Linked DNA regions of Mus musculus: region 2 is linked to region 1. Evidence: chromatin contacts called from public Micro-C data. All regions are on one chromosome and are shown on one strand. Each heading gives the region's core, a stretch centred on a gene start, on an enhancer-like site or on the middle of the called end of the contact. The rest is flanking DNA. Distances are from core to core; before and after follow the strand shown.

What was found. A called contact is a pair of places that touch in the nucleus more often than the background predicts.
Region 2: a contact with region 1 is called in a Micro-C map of embryonic stem cells, with 3 times the contacts expected there. The contact joins the promoter of Mdc1 here to the enhancer-like site in region 1. A contact is called at or near these places in 4 of 39 promoter capture datasets (the 3T3-L1 cell line, cranial neural crest, embryonic stem cells and 1 more), 1 of 484 Hi-C or Micro-C datasets (embryonic stem cells) and 6 of 115 datasets of contacts at active chromatin or transcription factors (embryonic stem cells, forebrain, memory CD8 T cells and 3 more).

Annotation. Positions count from the first base shown.
Region 1 is chr17:35,591,298-35,598,387 of GRCm38.p6, reverse strand. Gm41577 (a long non-coding RNA gene) reads right to left here. Exons shown (of 3, transcript XR_876776.1): 3 at 2,814-2,923. Among named protein-coding and RNA genes, the nearest start is that of Gm41577, 6.2 kb to the right of the region's middle. Within about 2 kb of position 4,422, at least 8 of the 459 cell types and tissues checked have an H3K27ac peak or open chromatin away from gene starts, as enhancers often do. A contact at or near this core is called in embryonic stem cells, where this site is marked.
Region 2 is chr17:35,840,185-35,846,718 of GRCm38.p6, reverse strand. It overlaps Mdc1 (mediator of DNA damage checkpoint 1), which reads right to left and starts at 5,221. Exons shown (of 16, transcript NM_001010833.2): 1 at 5,040-5,221; 2 at 2,149-2,287; 3 at 500-880; 4 at 342-417. The coding sequence starts at 2,284.

The DNA of each region.
Region 1 (7,090 bases), core at 3,173-5,672:
GGACACACAGGGCGGGGAAGGCTCCAGGGATGACCTGCAGGTCACCGTGTGGGCAAAGAGACAGGTTTATAGACAGATGAGTGGCAGGCTGTGCCCAAGGCTTTTCAATTGTCCTGCCCCAGAGGGAGGCTAGAAACTTGGCTCAGAGGTGGGGCTGCTCACAGGCAGGAGACAGGTGGACCATGAAGAATTTGGGGAAAGAAACAAGAATCCAAGAATACAGGCTGCAACTACAAGCCAGGGCGCGGCCAACGAGGGTCAGAAAGATTGTGGAGCTAGAAAGCGTAGCACAGGAAAAACGGTGGGGTTAACACAGCGCTAAGGATGCCACACAGAGGAGTCAGGAGTTAGGCCTGCCATAACAGGAAGCCAGCCAGCAGGGCAGTATAAGGAGTACGGAACAAAACACAAACAAAAGCAAAAACCAAGAGCAGGTTGACCACTGAACAAGGGGAAAATGGAGGACAGAATCAGGCCAGAAAGCTCCACCAAGCCCCAGCAAACAAACACACACACAGCCAGGGGATCCCCAGCGTGAATGGGAAGGAAGCAAGAAAAATGAGGATTTCAGGACATCTCTGGCCAGAGCTTTCATTTATTCTTTAATAATTACATACATGTATATACTGGACCTTGACCATACCCACTTTCAGCTCCTCTGTGCCAACATATCCCTCTCACAATGCCTCACACCCCAAAACAACCCCTCACCTTCACCCACACACACCCCAGTCCACCCAGCACACCCCAGCACACCCCGTTCATATTTTCACATTTTCTTTATTTTTCCAGTGACTCACTGAGTAAGCAGGAGCTGCCTAAAGGAACATGGATGATCTACCATTGGCCACACCCCCAGAGGAGAACCATCTACCTGCACCAGCAGCCAGCAGCTGACAATAGCTCCTCAGATGGAGTGAGTTTGGGGTGAGATCTCCCGAGTCTCTCCCCATTCATGCTGGGGTGTCTACTATCTTGATCGTGTGCTGGTCTTATGTGAGAGCTCAGAGCCTCAACCAAAACCACAGAGCAGATGGAGCAAACTAGGAGGGTAAAGTCATAAACAAAGCCCACCCACAGGGACACTTCCTCTGCCAGTGTCAGTCTCCTAAACCTACCCAACAGCGACCCCAACTGGAGACAAAGTGTTCAATACCAGAGCCTATGAGGGACTTTCCTACTCAAACCACCACAGGATGCATTTGAGGGAGTATTGGGAACTGGGGTAGAAAGGAGGCAGGAGTGGGTTTGGGGTGTGAGAGAGAACTTTGCTGAGACACAGGGAGAGACAGAAAGAAAAGAAAGAAGAAACTGTAGGAAAGATGAAGGGGAAGGAGAAGGAATGTTGAGAGGCTGAAGAGAAGGCAGAAAGGGCAAAGGGGGAAGGGGAGAGAGCACAGAAAAGGGGAAGTGGCAGTCAGAAAGAAAACACAAAAATACAAACAAAAGGGCTGAAGAGATGGCTCAGTGTTGGGAGCACTGACTGCTCTTGCAGAGGTCCTGAGTTCAAATCCCAGCAACCACATTGTAATGGCTCACAACCATCTGTAATGGGACCCGATACCCTTTTCTTGTGTGTCTGAAGACAGTTATAGTGTATTCACACACAGAAAATAAGATAAATAAATCTTTTTTAAAAAATACAAACACAAGTTAGGTGTGCTGAACACAGTAATCCTAGCACTTCAGGGCTGAGGCAGGAGGATTGTGAGTCTGAGGCAAGTATAAACTACAGAGTTAGGAAGATGTAATTCAGTCGAGAGCTTACGTCACATACAAGAAGCCCTGAGTTTGGTCACCAGCACTGTATAAAGTAGGGACGGTGATGGGTACTGTGATCTCACCATCTAGAAGGTAGAAGCAGGAGGGTCAGAAGTTCACGGTCATTCTCAGCTACAAGGAGAGTGTGAGGCTAGCCTGGGCTATGTGAGACACCGCCTCAAGAAACAAAGGAGAGAGAGATGGCTCAGCACTTGAGAGCATTTGTTGCTTTTGCAGAGGACCTGGGTTTGGTTCCCAGCACCTATGTCACCCATAACCACTTGAAACTCTACCTTCAGGGGCTCTGACACCTTCATCGAGTTTATGGGCGCTTGTATACATGTGGTACACACACATACACTCAGGCAAATGCGCATAAATATATATTTATATATTTACATGTATATTATATTTAAATTTATATTATATTTACACACACACACATATATACATATATAATTTTTTAAAAAATAAAGTATGACCTAGGCCTCTGTGTTTCTCTAAGACTTGACACGGTGTCTTCCTTTCCTGCCTCTCTTCCAAAGATCAAGCCTCGCCGTGTTCTGGGCTCCTCGAGGAGGAATGGCTGCTCATCTTGTGGTCTGGACCTAAGAAGCAGCTGCTCACTGCGATTTTTTAAAAGTGGCAGCTTGTGAGCCGAGCCAGCCTGTTCGGGTCGGTAAAGCCTCTTTAATTGATGACTGAGGCCATTATACACTGACCTCTGCCCCGAGAGGCAAAGCCACAGCCCCCGAAACATTTACACACGTGAGTAAAACCGAGGGTGATGAGCACACAGTTAGAATGCTCAGGTAGTGACACCTTGAAACATTCGGAAGGAATTCGGGAGGGAAGTGGCCACAGATACTTGATTCATGCATTGGTCATGTGCAGCACTTACCGGCAGAGGCGGGGAGCACAGCTCAGTGGTAGAGCTCCTACTTGGCACTAAGGAAGCCTTGGGTGAAATCCCCAGCACCCACAAAAGTTCTAGTAGAGGGTGCATTTGTGACCTTTCTTCCTGCTACCACAAAACACCTGACAAAGAGAACTTGGGCAAGTTGGCTTTATTTTGACTGGAATGCTAGGGTATAGTCCATCACGGTGGGGGAGGCTGGCAGCAGGAACCTGAAGAGATCGGTAGTCGCATTGTATCCAATATCTGGAAACAGAGGGAAAAGATGAATAAAAGATGAATGCAGTTACTCTCGCTTGCTCTCTCTCTCTCTCTCTCTCTCTCTTTCTCTCTCTCTCTGTGTGTGTGTGTGTGTGTGTGTGTGTGTTCACGCGTGTGCTGTCTACCTAGTACCCTCGGAGTCTAGAAGAGGGTATCAGATCTCCTGGAACTGGAGTTATGGATGACCGTGAGCCACCATGTGGGTGCTAGGAACAGACCCAAGTCCTCTACAAGAGCAGCAAGTGCTTATAACCGCTGAGCCTGCCCCTCCAGCCCTCCATTTCCCTTCTTTATTCACTTCAGGATCTCTGCTCTCGGGATCATACCACCCGCATTTAAGGTGGGTCTTTCCACTTCTATTTTAACCAAACCTAGAAACTTCCTCAAGGATGTGTGATGTCTCCTCCTGGATCCTGAGGTGCTGACCCTCCCAGTGCGGGATGGTCACTTTCTCCAGCTCCTCAGCCTCCAAACCAGAACTAATGCAGGGCATGGATGGCTCCCAAACACCAGGCCCTCCTCATCTTTCATAGACAACACAAAACAAAGGTGCACGGTATGGAAAATAAGAGGTACAACTACACCCCTATATCCCAAAACGTTAAATTTTTATTTTGTTTTTTGAGACAGGGTTTCTCTGTGCAGCCCTGGCTGTGCTTAGAACTAGCTCTGTAAACCAGGCTGGCCTCGAACTCACAGAGACCCACCAGTAGGGTGTGTTGATTGGTTGAAGATGGTTGCTGGTTTGTTCTGGGGACGTTGCTCTACAACAAAGAGCGGCCCTGATTTCAGGAGATGGGTCTAATCTGAGCCATCCCACAAGAGGAGGAAGCATAAGTTAGGGACGACCTCTGACTACAAGAACACCTTCACCTCTGTGAATCCAGGACTGAAGTCTCTTGCAGAGGATCCGGGTTCCATTCCTGGCGCATACCTGGTGGCTAGAATTTTATCCTTTTAAAATGAACTAATATTTATACCAATAAAAGCATGTGGGGCAGGAGCTATGGTAAAAACCTGCTAGCTTACCAAGGCAACCTTTTTTTAAAACTATTTACAAAATAATCTCTTTACAAGCCTGATTCTACAACTAAACTGCTAGCTCTTTAGAAATCTCTTTTTATCCTACCACACCACACTAATCTATCTTTATTTTGAGCTCCTCCAAATTCACAAGGGCTCCTTAGGTCTCTTCCCTCAAATCCTGTTTTATCTGTGTCCTGCCAGCTGCTTCTCTGCAAGCCCAGCGAGAAAATCCCTATCGCTAACCTGGAGAATCCCTATCGCTAACCTGAGGCTTCCTCCATGAAGCTCTTCTAAGCCAAACACAAGAGACCCCAAAGAGAGTGCCCCAGAAGAGCGCCCTCAAAAGTCCAGCTGCTATAAAGAAATCTCTAGCTCCTCCCCTACACACTTGACCATGTCACCGTCATGGGGTGGGGCTCCAATCCAAGTCTATAGAGGCTGAACCATTTCACCCTAGTAACCACAAGACCACTCCCAAGCAATTTGCCTTAAAATAGACAGGAACTTTCGATTCTTATTTATCAAGCCTTTAGAGGCACACCCAAACTTCAGGATCTTTCCTTTCCTTTCCTTTCCTTTCCTTTCCTTTCCTTTCCTTTCCTTTCCTTTCCTTTCCTTTCCTTTCTTTTCTTTTCTTTTCTTTTCTTTCTTTTTTTGTTTTTTTCGAGACAGGGTTTCTCTGTGTAGCCCTGGCTGTCCTGGAACTCACTCAGTAGACCAGGCTGCCCTCGAACTCAGAAATTCAGGATCTTTCTAAGCTTGTATATTTTACTAACAATTAGGTTTTCTATGAACCATAATCCAATAATCTGCAACGACCATCTTTAACGCCAGTTTCAGAGGATACAGCACTCTATTCTGACTTCCATGAGCAATGCATACACATGCTGCACATACATAAAGCCAGTGAAATAGTCATACACAATAAATTTTAAAAATATATACAATACATGTATAAATATATATTTTATATTTATAATCAATATAAATATCTATATTAGAGAGAACAATGATGTCTTATATATGTATACATGTGTATATTTGTATATGAATATACATTATATTGTATATGTACAACATATAATCTATATACAATGTATATACTATATATACAATGTATACAATATATAAATATATAGTATATACACAAATACACACACACACACACACATATATTCACCTTACTGTGTAATAGTTCAAAGGGTTTCTTTTTCCTAACTGTAACTTCGCACCCACTAATCTATTTTTTTCTCTCTCTCTTTTCCTCCTTCCTCCTATCATACTTTAAAATTTATGTGGAGGCTAGCGAGATGGCTCAACACTTGTTGCCCTTGCAAAGGACCCAGACTATGTTCCCAGCAACTAGGTGATAGCTCACAGTTGTCTATAACTCCAGCCCTGCCTCTGCAGGCACTGGACACACAGGTGGTACATAGACATACATGTAAGTGAAGCACTCATGCACATAAAATCGTAAATCTTAGGGCCGGGCGTGGTGGCGCACGCCTTTAATCCCAGCACTTGGGAGGCAGAGGCAGGTGGATTTCTGAGTTCGAGGCCAGCCTGGTCTACAAAGTGAGTTCCAAGACAGCCAGGGCTATACAGAGAAACCCTGTCTCGAAAAACCAAAAAAAAAAAAAAAAAAAAAAAAATCATAAATCTTTTAAAGTTAATAAAATCTTTAACTTTGTGTGCACGCAGTGACTATGTGGAGTTCAGAGGACAGTCTGTGGGGTGGTTCTCTCTCTACCCCGTGGGCTCCAGAATGAATCTCAGCTCATCAGGTTTGGCACCTTTACCTACCGCGCTACCTTGCTGGCATCACTATTTAAATTGTGAGTCCTATAAGGGCAAATGCAAGGACTCCTATTAGCTTCGCTCGGGTTTTGCATTTCTCAGTGGGAACAGGAAAATGCTCATATTACGGGGCTTTTAAGGACTATCGATGAGGGCAAAGCAAACGAGAGAGTTGAGTCCCGGCCTCTCTTTCATACTTGAAGAGGCTGAATTCTGTGTGAGGTGGCATTGTGCCTGCCTGAAAAACATCTTTTCCCAATCTCCCTTACACTCTCTGTGATGGCGGGGCGCTGCTCTGTCTGTGTGGTGTCTGTAGAAGTCGCTGCGGCTCCAGAGAGGAAAAAATAAAGAACACACCTTGATAACCCCCCCTGAGCCCCTGACCTTTCACAGGGGCTCACTAGAGCGACAAAGATTGGCAGTTAGCTTCCAACCACAGTTGCTAGTTCATTCATGTACAAAACTCAAGGGTAGTTAACCCATACCTGTTTCATGCCTCACCTTTTGCGCATGCGTCCAGCCCACCCCATCTAATAGCCTCGCTGTGTGATTAAGGAGTGGAACCAAGTCTGGGTGGGCTCAGCTGACACACACCATCACGATGCATCCTGAACTGAGTAGAACAGACATGCTCACCCCAGAGAAATAACCGCTTAGGTGAGTCACTCTTACAAACACATCTCGGCTACCGGCGCACATTCCAATCAGCCCGCATCCACCGCACGAGGATGCTGCGACACCTTCCTTATAAAGTATCTTTGACACCTTTGTAAACACAGCTGCAGTCAGGACTTTCCCTACCGTTTATCTGGCACAGACACCCCTTCGGTCTCTTACACCTCAGTGGAGCCAGCCAGGAGGTAGACTTGAGTTTCCGTAAATATATTTGTTCACTGCCTGCATCCTCTGCTAGAGCAAGAAGTGTCAGGCAGTGGTGGCGCACTCCTTTAATCCCAGCACTTGGGAGGCAGAGGCAGGCGGATCTCTGAGTTCAAGGCCAGCCTGGTCTACAAAGTGAGTTCCAGGACAGCCAGAGCTACACAGAGAAACCCTGTCTAAAAAAAAAAAAAAGAAGTGTCCAAAACCACTGAGGCATCTTTCCAGGCTCCTGAACAGTATTAGAAATCTAGAGAAGTTGCCAAAAAATGTGAACCATTAAAAAGTCACTGGAGCATCCCACTAGGAGCTACTGTCAACCGGACAATAGACCGGTTCTTTCCGGTTACCATTAGTATTCACTCCGGGTGATGAGCAGCCTGCTGCTGCTCTCTGTTACATGAATGGCAGCACCACAGAGCTGCAAACAAATTAAAGAGCAGCTAGTTCTAG
Region 2 (6,534 bases), core at 3,972-6,471, 250 kb before region 1:
AAATCCTTAAAAAGAAGAAAAAGAAGAGGAAGAAGAGGAAGTGGTAGTAGTAGTAGTGCTCATTATGGTTTAATTCAGCTGGGGAAATATTATTCAGAGGCTCTTAGTGCCACCTTTCAAGATAATCATCTGGCAGGCAGTGGTGGCGCACCCCTTTAATCCCGGCACTTAGGAGACAGAGGCAGGCAGATTTCTGAGCTCGAGGCCAGCCTGGTCTACAAAGTTGGTTCCAGGACAGCCAGGGCTACGCAGAGAAACCCTGTCTCAAAAAAACAAAAACAAAAACAAAAACAAAAGCAAGCAAACATAAATATTCAGGTATCTGGTACTTTGGTACCCACCTTTCTGGAACTACTGTTGCTGAAGGGGATGCTGTATTCCTTTGTCCATTCGCCACACACCTTCCAGAAGGAAAATCTGGCAAGAACAGGAAAGAATAAATTGAGTTTATAGCCATCATCCCTGTCTTTTCATACCTATGCCAAAGGCACAAACTTACCCCCTTCTTCCTCTGAATCGGCAGCCAACAAAACTCTGGAATTTTGGGATTCTATCCGTATTCTGGGGGTTTTCTCTATAGTTAGAAGACTCCGAGGGACCAAGGGTGGTGGGACATCCAGGCGATGGTACTGGCAGGGAAAATCTGCAAACAGAATTAATTCCTGGTCCCTCAGACGATGGCTCACTCCAGGAGGTAGGACCCTAGGAGGCTTTACGATTTGAGTGCCATTGAGGCTCCCACAATCCTGGAGGATAGGGGCTTTGTTCCAAGCTGAGATTTCAATTACTGCATGCTGTTTGGAGATGGATGGAAAAGGCAGGGCCACAGAGCAGTCAGGGCTTCGACCAACTACATTCTTGCCAAGGTAGAGGGGGAAATCTGAGGATCAGAGAAAAAATATGAGAGTAAGGCCAGAGTCCTGCCCTGAAGATGTTCTGGTTAGATACCCTACTGCTCACTCAGAGCTCTTACAGGCGTTAAAAAACGACCAACAACAAAACCCTGAGGGCATGCCAGCATAGAAGAGCATTTATAATACACTACTCATCAGCAATATTCTATCTAGTCACATTTTTGTCTTTTCTCAATTGCTTAGACTTGAAAACAGAGCTTCATGCATGCTAGCTAAACACTTTCCCCCTGAACTATAGCTCTTGTTTTGTTGTTTTGATTTAGGGTCTTATCATGTAACCCAGATGATTTTCAAACTTACTATATAGCCCAGGTTACCCTCAAATTCTAGAGTACCCTCCTTAGTACAGGGATCACAAACATGTACCACCATGCCCAATGGGTGCTTTTGTGTGATTAAGTACATATAATACAGGCTAGGTATAGTGTGGCACACGCCTTTGATTCCAGCACGTGGGAAGCAGAGAGAAGTGAATCTCTGTGAAGCCAGTCAGGTCTGCATAGTGAATTCCAGAGCAGCACAGGCTATATAGAGAGACCCTGACTCAAAGGAAAAACAAAAATAAAGGAAACACACTACACACAATACAACTCTAACCACTTCAATCACTGCACGTATGCTGTCCCGTTTTATTATACAGCCACTGTCCTTCCACAGTCACCAACACCCACAGTGTGTATGTGTGCACCTGCATGAATTCATGTCTATCACATGTGTGCTGGTATCCTGAGGTCAGAAGATAGTGTCAGGCCCCCTGTAACTAGAGCTCCAGGTGGTTGTGAACCACCATGTAGGTGCTGAGAACCTAAACCTCTCCAAGAGCAGTAAGCACTCTTAATCACTGAGCCATCTTTTCACCCCCCACATTGTAGTTTTATTTGAAGCTCTTCATTTTCTCTTGACAAAAGAAAATCACTCCAAGAAAATCCCAGAACCAGCCTCGAACAGTCAACTCAGGTGGCCTCTTTGGCATCCTTAGTGGTACAGTTATTCATATCCCCTTTGAAACATATGTGTATGTGTGTGTGTGTGTGTATATATATATATATACATATATATATATACACACACACTACATACTTATTTATATACATATGTATATGTGTATGTACTTATGTATGTATATGTATGTATGTGTGTGTACATATATATAAATGGTTCTACCAACCCTCCAACTTCCAACTTCTTCTAAGAAAGACCCACAATCATACTTTAGTTCCCAATATCTCCTGACCTCTTTCTGGTCCATGAGTTCCACTGAAGAGACGTAGCTGCCCTATAGGCTCCACACTATACCCCAAGGAGCCACTGGATAGTTCTGTCTCTTCCTCTTCTTCAGCATCCCAGTCAATCACCTGGGTGCTTTCCATGATCTGTAAAGGAAACACATAATCAGACCAGGCTGGCCTCAAACTCAGAGATCCCCTTGCCTCTGCTTCCCAAGTGCTGGGATTAAAGATGTGAACAACCATGAGGTGATGATTTCCTATCAGTTATTCTAAAGCATGTAACAATATTCAGGGGTGGGAGAGTATGCCAGAAATAGAATGTTTGCTTAGCCTATGTGAGGCCAAGTGTTCAATTCTTAGTACTACCAATAAGGAAAAAAAAATCTATTTGATAAAAGCATGTTGGCATATATCTATAATCCCTGCATCTGAGATGAAGCAGAAAAATTAAGAACTAGAGAAGCCGGGCGTGGTGGTGCACGCCTTTAATCCCAGCACTCGGGAGGCAGAGGCAGGCGGATTTCTGAGTTCGAGGCCAGCCTGGTCTACAGAGTGAGTTCCAGGACAGCCAGGGCTACACAGAGAAACCCTGTCTCAGAAAACCAAAAAAAAAAAAAAAGAACTAGAGACCTTACCAGGCATGGTGATGTACAGCTTTGATTATAGCAATGAGAAGACAGAGGTAGGCAGATGTCTACTTGGTCTATATAGCAAGTTCCAGGCTAGCCAGAAGTAGCTAGATCATGGATTCAAAAGGGGGTGGGGTGGGGGGGAGGCTGGAAAGATGGCTTAGTGGTTAAGAGCACTGACTGCTCTTCCAGAGGTCATGAGTTCAATTCCCAACAACTACATGGTGGCTCGCAACCATCTGCAATGGGATCTGGTGCCCTCTTCTGGTGTGTCTGAAAAGAGCAGTGGTGTACACATATACATAAAATAAATCTTTTTTAAAAAATGTAGAAACCAGCCTTGGCTACAGTGAGACCTTGCCATCCAAAACGGAACACGTACATATTTATACTTCTGGCCATGACACAAAGTATACCATTATATAGAAAGGGATACTTTATGGGATTTGTTTGTTTTTAGATACTACAGACTGAATCTAGAGCCTCCCACACCAAAACAAATGCTCTACCACCAAACTATAGCCTCAGCCCACAGATGGGTACTTCGTTTAAAGCATAAAAAAACATGGTAAGCTGGACTGAGGTGGTGTATACCCACAGTTCCAGCTGAGGGCAGCTGAAACAATGTAATTGCTTGAGTCCAAGACTTCCAAGTTAGCATGGACAACACAGTAAGACCCCTTTAAAAAACAACAACAACAAAAACCAGCAAGGTGGCTCAGTGGTTAAAAGCACTGCATGCTCTTCTAGAATACCTAGGTTCAGTTCTCAGAACCCACACTGGTTCACAACAGTTTGTAATTCAAATTCCAGGGTATCTGACACCCTCCTTGGAGCCACGCACTCACCTGTGTGAGGGTATGGGCTTTGAGAAACAATGGTATGTGAAATATACTGTTTCTGGGCCTGGAAAGATGGCTCATCTGTTAAGAGCACTGATTACTCTTCCAGAGGTTTTGAGTTCAATTCCTAGCAACTACACGGTTCACAGACATGCGTAATGGGATCTGATGGGTCAGATATTACACACACACAGGAAAACTAGTGATGATCAAACTTAGGGTCTTGTACATGTTCTAGTTTTTAAAAGCCCATCTACCACTCCCTAATTGATTTCATAATCCTCTATTGAGTATTGTGTTGTATCAGGCATAATAGCCAAACGAGACAGGGAAGTAATAACTCCAAAAATTGATTTGCTCAGAATAACACAGCATGTAAATAGAAATGAGTCACAAAGCCCCCAGTTTATACACTCTCATCAGCATACTTCAGCTTGAAGTGCAAAGAACCAGAGAAGCTAACATATAAAGAGGGGTTTATATGTTAAACAGTTTTAACACATTAGGTTGACTGATTCATTTGTTCTTGAGAAGAACCCTGTAAAAGTATGGTTGTTCTTTTTTTTTTTTTTTTCCCAGATGAGAAACGTCAACATAGATGGGTTAAGGACCGTCTCTAAATCACTCCTAGCGTTTTCTCGTGGCTGCTAAGTTCACAGAATTAAAGTAGCTCCTTGGCAAGACCCTTTCTGTCTTTGTTTGCTTGTTTTCGAGACAGGGTTTCTCTGTGTAGCCCTGGTTGTCCTGGAACTCACTCTGTAGACCACCAGGCTGGCCTCCAACTCAGAAATCTGCCTGCCTCTGCATCCCCAGAGCTGGGATTAAAGGCGTGCCCCACCACGCCCGCCCGGCCCCCTTTCTGTCTTTGACATCTCTTTCCAGATCAGTACGGGTGGAACTGTATCTACATCCCCACCTCCCCTACTCGGGTCCGTCCTATTTACTCTGCAGGAATTATGCACACCTGGTACCGGTCAGTATTTGGGCATGCATCCTCAAAATGAATCCTGCTCTCATGGTAACTACATAGCCGGCGTTACTAACAGACAAACTAGAGACAGAAATTCAAAACTGCATGGGTGGATTTTACCTATAAAGATGTCACACACGGGGAAAACGCTGAAAGGAAAAGTAGTGTACCCCAAGAAGTAAACTCCGTCCTGCCAACCCAGCAGACGCCTACGACCCTTTGCTCCAAGTGAAGGGCAACCATCTTTGGTACCTACGCTGGAGTTCGTTCCCTCGTGGCCTAAGGTTTCCGTGTCACCAAACCTACACCCGGGCCAGGGCGCCAAGCAAGGATTAGCATAAAAAAACCTAAAACCGCAACCCAAATTACCTCAGCCCAGTGACACCTAGGGCACGCCCCTCCCGCCCTCAGGAGGAATCAAAGATGGTAACCCGGGCGCGGGCTGCCGAACTCACCGACTGAATCCGCGCGCGCGCGCCACCAGTAACGGCCGCTACCAGGTGGCGGGAGTGCGAATCCCGGAAGAGAGTCGGTGGGCTGATTGGCTCCTGGAACTGTCTTTTACTGCTGGAAGCGCGCCGATTGATTCAAGTCGGAAGCCCCGCCCCTGCCTCACCTCCTCACAGCTCAAATGTGCGGCTACCGGCGGGAAACAGGCTGAAGAAAACGCTAATCAGGAGGGTGTGGCCTGAGAATCCCGCACCGTGATTGGGTAGTGCCCTAGGCCAACCCTCCGTCGCTACGTCATCCACGGACTACTTCCCGCGCAGATTTCCAAACGCCTACCAGAGAGTCTGGCGCCAGTTACCGGCGGCGGCTAGAAGGGCTCTATCATAGAAGTCATTCCAAGGCCAGAGCGCCCTTCTCGGTCATCCCAGAAATGGCGCCAGCTGACTCACGAGAAATGGGGGGTTGCAGGCAGCAGTCGTGGCTGGAGGCTGCAGATTGGAAAACACCCTGTAGGCGTGGCACTTTAGAACTCCCTATTGCAGAGGGATTTTATTTCCGTTTGATTTGGACTGTTTACTTGCTTTTCTTCCACATCTATGTATGTACGTATTAATGTATAAAATGACGGACTTTTTTTTTTTTTTTTTTTTTTTGGTTTTTCGAGACAGGGTTTCTCTGTATAGCCCTGGCTGTCCTGGAACTCACTTTGTAGACCAGGCTGGCCTCGAACTCAGAAATCCGCCTGCCACTGCCTCCCGAGTGCTGGAATTAAAGGCGTGTGCCACCACGCCTGGCCAATGACGGACATTTTGAGGTCATCTTCCTAAATGGAAGATCCTAAATACAGCAAGCTGTTTTGCTAAAACCTCAAAGTCTGTCGTCGTCTTTCAAAAGAGGAGAAAAGTATAATAAAATAATTTATTTCATTATAATAAAACATGAAGGTATTCCAGGAAAGTGGCTTGTATAGTTCTTTCCCGTTGGTTTTTTCAATATGTCCATAATAAATCGCCAGACGTTTGAAGCTTTAAGTTGGATGACTTATCCGTGTTCCTAAAGTAAATGAGACAAATTCAAGTAGCACGAAATAATCAATAATCGCTTTCATTGTTGGCATAACCAAAATTGAAATATTTTTAATGAATAAAGGAGTATTGATGTAACTTAAATGTTCTTTGTTGTTGTTGTTGTTGTTTTGGTTTTTTGTTTTTCGAGACAGGGTTTCTCTGTGTAGCCCTGGCTGTCCTGGAACTCACTATGTAGACCAGGCTGGCCTCGAACTCAGAAATCTGCCTGCCTCTGCCTCCCAAGTGCTGGGATTAAAGGTGTACACCACCACTACCCGGTTAAATGTTCTTTTATTTAAAAGATGACTTGAGCTGTATGTTGATTGCATGTCTTTGATTCATTTTCTTTAAGCCAAAGAAGGGTCTCACTATGTGCCTCCGCTAACCTCGAACTAACTAACTTAGCAGGTCAGCCTTGAACTCACAGGGATCC